2 separate regions of the Hordeum vulgare genome follow, and region 1 is linked to region 2. A link is a contact called in public Hi-C data. All regions are on one chromosome and are shown on one strand. The core of a region is the stretch at or near the end of the contact, and the rest is flanking DNA. Distances in the headings are between cores, read along the strand shown. Region 1 holds the start of LOC123426827 (putative F-box/LRR-repeat protein 23). Region 2 holds the start of LOC123426822 (kinetochore protein SPC24 homolog).

Region 1 (3,166 bases), core at 173-2,672, 590 kb after region 2:
ACATGCAAGATTTAAATACAATTATCTTATCAACCATCCCTTTATGTTCTATACATTTTGAGGTGTAGTTGCACACTAGTACACTACACTACCATGAACTGCAATAGATCAGGTCGTGCCAATCGCAGTAATTCTCGTCCTGGGTATTCCACGGGGTCATATCCTGGGGAGAAAACTTGAGATCGTAGTCAATCGTCGAGTCACGGGGGAGCCTCAGCGTGTGGATCCCAGGACACCGTGCTCGGATCGCAGCAGCGCCCATCCCAACGTTGAAGCAGTGGCGGATGTCGAGCGACTCGAGGCGCGTGCACCCGGCAAGGATGGCCGCCAGCCCGTCGTTGCTGAGAGGGTTGGCGAAGAGCTGAAGCGAGCGCAGCCCGCGCATGGTGGCGATGGCCATGGCTTCCTGGTCGATGTTCTTGGTGTACCACTTGCAGAACCCGTCCTTGCTCAGCCGGAAGCGCCTGAGGCGAGGGCAGGCGCTGCCGACGGCCTCGCACGTCCCCGGGTAAACGTCGGTGCAGAGCGACAGCTCCAGCTCCTCCAGCAGGGTGAAGCTCGTGACGGTGAGCCTGAGCCTCCCGTCGACGATCCTGTCGCCGGAGATGATCCGGAGGCTCTTCAGCGAGGGCGCCCTGTGACGAACAGATCGCAGAAGGATTTGGTACGAAATCGAAGCAGACTGGGGAGCTAGCTAGCGTGTTGGGGTGAGCAAGCAAGAATTAAAAGAGAACTCACTCGTCGGCGAGGAGGGAGAGGACACTGTCGTCGGCGGCGCCCTCGCCGCAGAAGGCCTCGCACTGCCCCGCGGCGCGCCTGACGGCGGCGCGCGCCAGCCCGCAGAGGACGGCGCAGGAGTGGCGCCTGGCGCGGGAAGGCTCCGCGGTGTGGAAGGGGCGGCGGTCGGCGTGGGAGCGCACCTCGACGCGGCGCCACAGCTCCGGCTCGTCCCGCGCAGCGCAGCGCCAGGGGCTGCACACCTGGCCGGCCCCCATGAGGACGTCGACGTGGTCCAGCCGGTGGAGCACGGCCAGCAGCGCGTCCCACGGCAGCCCCGCCCAGTCCCTCGCCGCCTCCTCCTCCGAGGGAGGCTCATCGGGGCGGTGGTGGCGGGAGGGCGAGGGCGAGGGCGAGGGCGCGGGCGCGGCCATCGCGTCGTGTCGTGTCGTGTCGAGGCGGACGGGGACGGGGACGGGGCGAGTGGCCTTTGGTTCGGTACGTCGCCGCCTGGAACTAAAAGGAGGGCCGAGTCTCGGCGTTAGCAACACGTTTCTTCCGCAAATCACATCACGAAAGGTGGCCCTGATCTGTTTCATGTGCCTAAAATCATGTGAAATTGCAGCGGCCTTGGCTCAAGAAATTGACACGTTGGTTTATTCATCCTTGACTTTGGTGTATGTAGTGGAGAAGTGTGGTGGTAGGTAGCTAGCTAAGCTACGTCGTTGTGGCCGAGGTGTGCACGCAACGGCAACCTCATCAGGGTTGTTGTGGCTTAATCTTATTATTATCACTTTCCTTAACCAGTAAAAACAAAACTGATTCCATGATAACATCAACAATATTACTGCTTCAAAGATACTGTATTTACTACTATTCGCCAAAAAAAAAAATTACTACTAGACATTTAGTCGGAAAACTGTCTACAGCAACACTTTGTGCAGCGAAGGGAAGGGTGAAGAACATCCAAAGGAACTATGGAGTACCAAATTCATACGTAATACTGAAGGATCCTTTACATCATTCCAGATTTTCTACAACTTGGTACACGCGGGATGCACCCGAAAGAATTATCATATGAACAACAGTGTCCAGGTCAAGGCAGCACCACTCTACCAATCATCAAAACTTGCTCCACCAGGAGAAATAAAATCTTTTAAATTCAAGCAGCCTAAGAACATCTAATCAAGAGAATGTCGCGGATCATACATCCCTGAAGCAAAGACGTATCACGGCTTGAATGGCGCGAATACTACCACGGAATTGTGCCCTCCAAATCCGAATGAGTTAGAAATACCTGCATTTACAAGATACCAAACACGCGTAAAGATAGAGATGCTGGGGGTGATAATTGTATGCACTTGTGAATGGATGGTAGATTCTATGTGAGCTATTCTGCTGAGCATTTGGCTACCGTTCATTATGCACCACTTTTAAGAGAGAAGGGGGATGGGGCTGGGGGAGGCGCTGTTCAGGGATGGAGGAACTCACCAACATTCACTTCATGCTGCTTCTTTTCGTTAGCTACTGTATCAAAATCAACTTCAGGCTCCGGGTTCTGCAGAAGAGAAATAACTCAAAACATGAGAAACTCTGACGGTATGTGTGACAACGAGATTCAGACATGGTAATGACTAGCTTACAAATTGGTTAATGGTAGGATGCACCCATCCTGTAGTTATGGACTTGATAGTGGCAATAGCTTCTAGCCCACCCGCCGCACCCAGGCAATGGCCTATCATGGACTGCCGCAAGGAAGTGACAATAGATAATCAGATAGGAGAACAACTAGGAAATGACATGGAAGCAAGCGAGCGAACCTTTGTAGAATTGATCTTAATCTCAGATGGATTCTTGAAGACTTGTTTGATGGCTCTTACTTCAGCCAAGTCACCAGCAAGTGTCGAAGTTGCGTGTGCATTGATGTAGTTCACCTAAAAATACATCAAATGGAATCAAAATCTGCTGACTGATACTCTGCATTACGAATCAAACAAGAATTGAGAAAAAAGTATGAACCAAAACTGCAGCTAAGCAGGGGAACACTAAGCTTATAAACAAATTAATAAATATTCTAATAATGTGACAGTACCGTTCTTTTTTTTTGGGGGGGGGGGGGGGGTGTATTTCACTTAACAGAAAAGAATCTTGCCGACAGGCCCCCCAGATGAAAATTTGAACATAAATATCGGTCACGCCAATATTTTAACTTCGGAAGTTCGGATATTAGATGACATGCTAGGAAGGAAAAATAACTGCAGATGTACAAAAAATGGTTGGGAAGTTGATACAAGATATACCTCCTCTGGTGCAACACCTGCATCTCTGAGACTCATTGTGATACAAGATGATACACCCAGTCCATCTGCTCTAGGATCAGTCATATGGTAAGCATCACAGTTGACCGCACCTCCCAAGTATTCAGCTATTATCGGTGCATCGCGCTTCA
Region 2 (3,407 bases), core at 711-3,210:
CAGCTCGTTACCTCCATCTTCTGGGGCCCCGATGCACAACTGATCATGACGATCCCGGTGAAGGAGGACATGCAGGACTTCTGGGCTTGGCACCCTGACCACCGAGGCGCCTTCTCGGTCAAATCGGCATACAAACTCTGCAAGAAATTGCTAGATGTTGCTGCAGGAGAGGTGGGCAGCGCGGAGATGGGCGATGACAGTTTCAACTGGACAGCAATTTGGCGAGCACCTTGCCCGTTGAAGATACAACAATTTCTCTGGAGAATCGCCACTAATAGCCTGCCGGTAAGAGTCAACCTACAGCGAAGGGGCATCGAGGTAGATACCCGATGCCCGGTCTGCCAAAGACGCGACGAAGACGGGAGCCACCTTTTCTTCCAGTGCAAGGGCGCAAAACAGCTGTGGCGGAACCTGGGGGTAGAGGAGGTGAGGCGTGCATGCATATTACTTCATGATCCGAAGGAGGTGATACGGGTGATGCTAGCTGGATCTATTGCACAGACGACAACCGTCATAGCACTGCTTTGGAGCTGGTGGAATGCCCGCAACAAATTCAGAGTGGATCAGACTCGGATCAACATACAAATGCTGGGCTGGCAGACACGACGTACAACTGAGGAGTATATGGAGTTATTTGGCGGGAGTAAGCAGAGCCAGGAACGAGGGATCACTAGATGGACCAAACCAGCAGAAGGTATTCTGAAAATAAACTCTGACGAGAGCTACAATAGGGACACCTCGACAGGAGGGTGGGGGTTTATTATCAGGGACCATGAAGGCGATGTCGTGGTCTCGGCAGCGGGGCGGCTAAACAATGTCTACGATGCACTACAAGCTGAAGCGGAGGCATGTATCCGTGCTGTCTACAAGGCGCAGGAGTTAGGCATCGGCAATGTGGTGCTGGAAACAGATGCTTCCACGTTGGTCTCGGCGATCAAGACATCAAGATATGATCTGGCTACAAATGGCAGTTTGTTCCAAGAGATTAAAGCTTTTGTTTCTTTAAACTTTATTTTTTTCGACATAGTTCCTTGCCCACGGGCTTGTAATAAGGTTGCAGACGCTCTCGCGATGCATGGGTCGAAGATGGTGCTTGAACCCCAAGCCGTATGGCCGGGTCTTGCTCCTACCTTTGCCCAAGGTCTCGTTGCCGCCGACTCTGGCTGACGTGCTGATTAATGGAATGAAATGTTCCCAGTTCAAAAAAAAAAAAGAAGGACAACACACTCAAATCCTTCACTAATTTCTTTTTTCAGGAGTACGCGCCGGCGTGTGGAGAAGATAAGAGATGAGTGGGCCTGGATTTTTCTATCAGTAGAGAAAAACCTGGGCCACTGATCGGCTATAGAACCGAGAACCTTCCCTTCGCCGCCTAAGATCTGCACTACACTAGAGTACACCGGCCCAGAGGACTCATCTCAAAGGTATGGCGAGCCCAATGGTGGCGGCTCCAATCCGCATCAACAGCCTCAGATACGCCCCTCCTTCCCCAGCACCCAGAGGACGGTTCGTGGCGGCGAGGGTGAGGGCGTCGGAGAAGCTCGGCGTGAGGCTGGAGCGCAACCCGGCCGAGTCCCGCCTCTCGGAGCTCGGCGTCCGCCAGTGGCCCAAGTAAGCCCCGCCCGATCTCTTCCGCTTAGTAGATCTTTCTTTCTTTCCTGTCGGGGCATGGGCATCGACGGTGATGCGATGGCGCCTGGCTGCAGGTGGGGGTGCGAGAAGAGCAAGTTCCCGTGGACCTACTCGGCCAAGGAGACGTGCTACCTGCTGCAGGGGAAGGTGAAGGTGTACCCCAGAGTAGTCCGCCCAAATCGATCAAAAATCCCCGGCACCGTCCTCCCGGAAGCCACCGGCGGCGCCTAAACGCCGGTGTCCCACGGAGCCCAATCCATCTCTCTTCGCCTGTTCGCGGTCCGTTGAAAGCGAAAGAGGCCGTTAGGGTTTTGCCGGCGCCTCTCCGATGGCGGAAGATGCTGGTAGCCGGATTGACATAGCCAACCTCCTTTCCCTCAGCAAGGACCTCGTCGGGGTGCTCCGGGGCAGAAAGGACGTCGAATCCCTCGCGCAGGCCTCCAACTTTGCACGGATGCTGCGCTCCGCCAGCCACTCCAAGTCGGAGAACCTCGAGCGCCAAGTCAAAGGTCCGTTCTCTCCGGCCCTGTTGAGACTTGGATTCATGTCGTGTTTAGAACTCCTCGTGTGGTGAAGTCGATTTGAGTGCTCAAGTTCAGTGTGGGAAATGTAGAGTAATGTATCCGACCCCACTGGCAATTTTCGAGTACCTGTTGTTGAAAATCCTGCTTAAAAGGGCCTGATTTTTTGAAGCAAAAAACAGCATACCTAATTTACTTACCATTCCAACACTTGCATACCAAAGGATTCAACAAACACTTTACATCCATTATTAATTCAAGCACCTGTTATGAGAACAAAATAATAACAGTGGGTTACCTTTAAAATAATCAGAGAAGTGCTGATTTTGAGTGTTTGACAATAAAAGTGGCATGCTTCTTTTGTGCAACAGAGTATCAGGAAAAAATAAACTCCTGCAAGGAAAAGTTAGACAAGGTAAAAGCTGAAACAGTTACTGATGAAGAACTGAATATGGTACAAAATGAGATGGAGGAGAAACTGCAGGGAAAGCAACACCTTCGCCAAGACTTAAGATAACTTCTTATTTCAACATCTGTATCATTATCATCTGAGTTGCTATCTTAAGTTGGATTACTGATACAGCTTATGTTGTCAACACAGCGGTGAGTGATGAAGTTGATGACCTAGACCATCAAAGGACTTCTATAGAAGAAAGGAAGGATGCTGTGAAGAAGAAGGAGAAAGACATGCTGAAGGCACAGTAAGTTCGGATTTGTATGTACATTTTGCTTTCGTAACTGCACACATGCCATCAGCGGGAAACTATTTAAGTGATGGGACTGGCTAGAAAATCTCATCTGGGCTGTATAACTAGCAGCACTATTATGTTCTCCGTCCCAATAGTAAGTTCCATGTAGTGGTCTGTTTGATATTCATCATTATATTAGAACTAGGATTCAAGTTGAAATTGATATTTTCTAGTTCATTACTAAATTATGAATTTGGATAATGCTACTGCTGCCTTATCTTTCCTATGATATTTTGCCATTGCATTTCATTTCACAACTCTTGAAGATTCTCGAGCAAAGTTTGGTGATTTTTCTAAACACCGTTTGAAATTTAGATGAATGTTTCCTCCTAATTCAACATGAGATGATTTTCAGGACTGTTGCTTATATTGGGTTATTGGTTATCCTGTTTCTCAGTTAAATTGACCGACTATATTTTTGTGCAGAAGTATGCTTTCCATGTTTGTGACGGTTACAAAAACAATTCCAAATTTCGAAGATCAGGAGAAGATTTCTGGATGTATC

The links. Hi-C and Micro-C count contacts between places; a contact is called where the count stands out from the background.
Region 1: a Hi-C map of seedling shows a contact between it and region 2, with 5 times the contacts expected there. The contact joins the promoter of LOC123426827 here to the promoter of LOC123426822 in region 2. A contact is called at or near these places in 2 of 6 Hi-C or Micro-C datasets (leaf and seedling) and 1 of 1 datasets of contacts at active chromatin or transcription factors (embryo).

Annotation. Positions count from the first base shown.
Region 1 is chr2H:496,507,178-496,510,343 of MorexV3_pseudomolecules_assembly, forward strand. It overlaps LOC123426827 (putative F-box/LRR-repeat protein 23), which reads right to left and starts at 1,423. Exons shown (of 2, transcript XM_045110724.1): 1 at 739-1,423; 2 at 1-635. The coding sequence starts at 1,316. The coding sequence ends at 89. It overlaps LOC123426826 (3-oxoacyl-[acyl-carrier-protein] synthase I, chloroplastic), which reads right to left. Exons shown (of 7, transcript XM_045110723.1): 3 at 3,018-3,166; 4 at 2,538-2,651; 5 at 2,361-2,462; 6 at 2,209-2,275; 7 at 1,683-2,014. The coding sequence ends at 1,947.
Region 2 is chr2H:495,914,058-495,917,464 of MorexV3_pseudomolecules_assembly, forward strand. It overlaps LOC123426822 (kinetochore protein SPC24 homolog), which reads left to right and starts at 1,961. Exons shown (of 5, transcript XM_045110720.1): 1 at 1,961-2,141; 2 at 2,525-2,666; 3 at 2,753-2,854; 4 at 3,329-3,402. The coding sequence starts at 1,961. It overlaps LOC123426823, which reads left to right and starts at 1,339. Exons shown (of 2, transcript XM_045110721.1): 1 at 1,339-1,611; 2 at 1,707-2,132. The coding sequence starts at 1,427. The coding sequence ends at 1,863.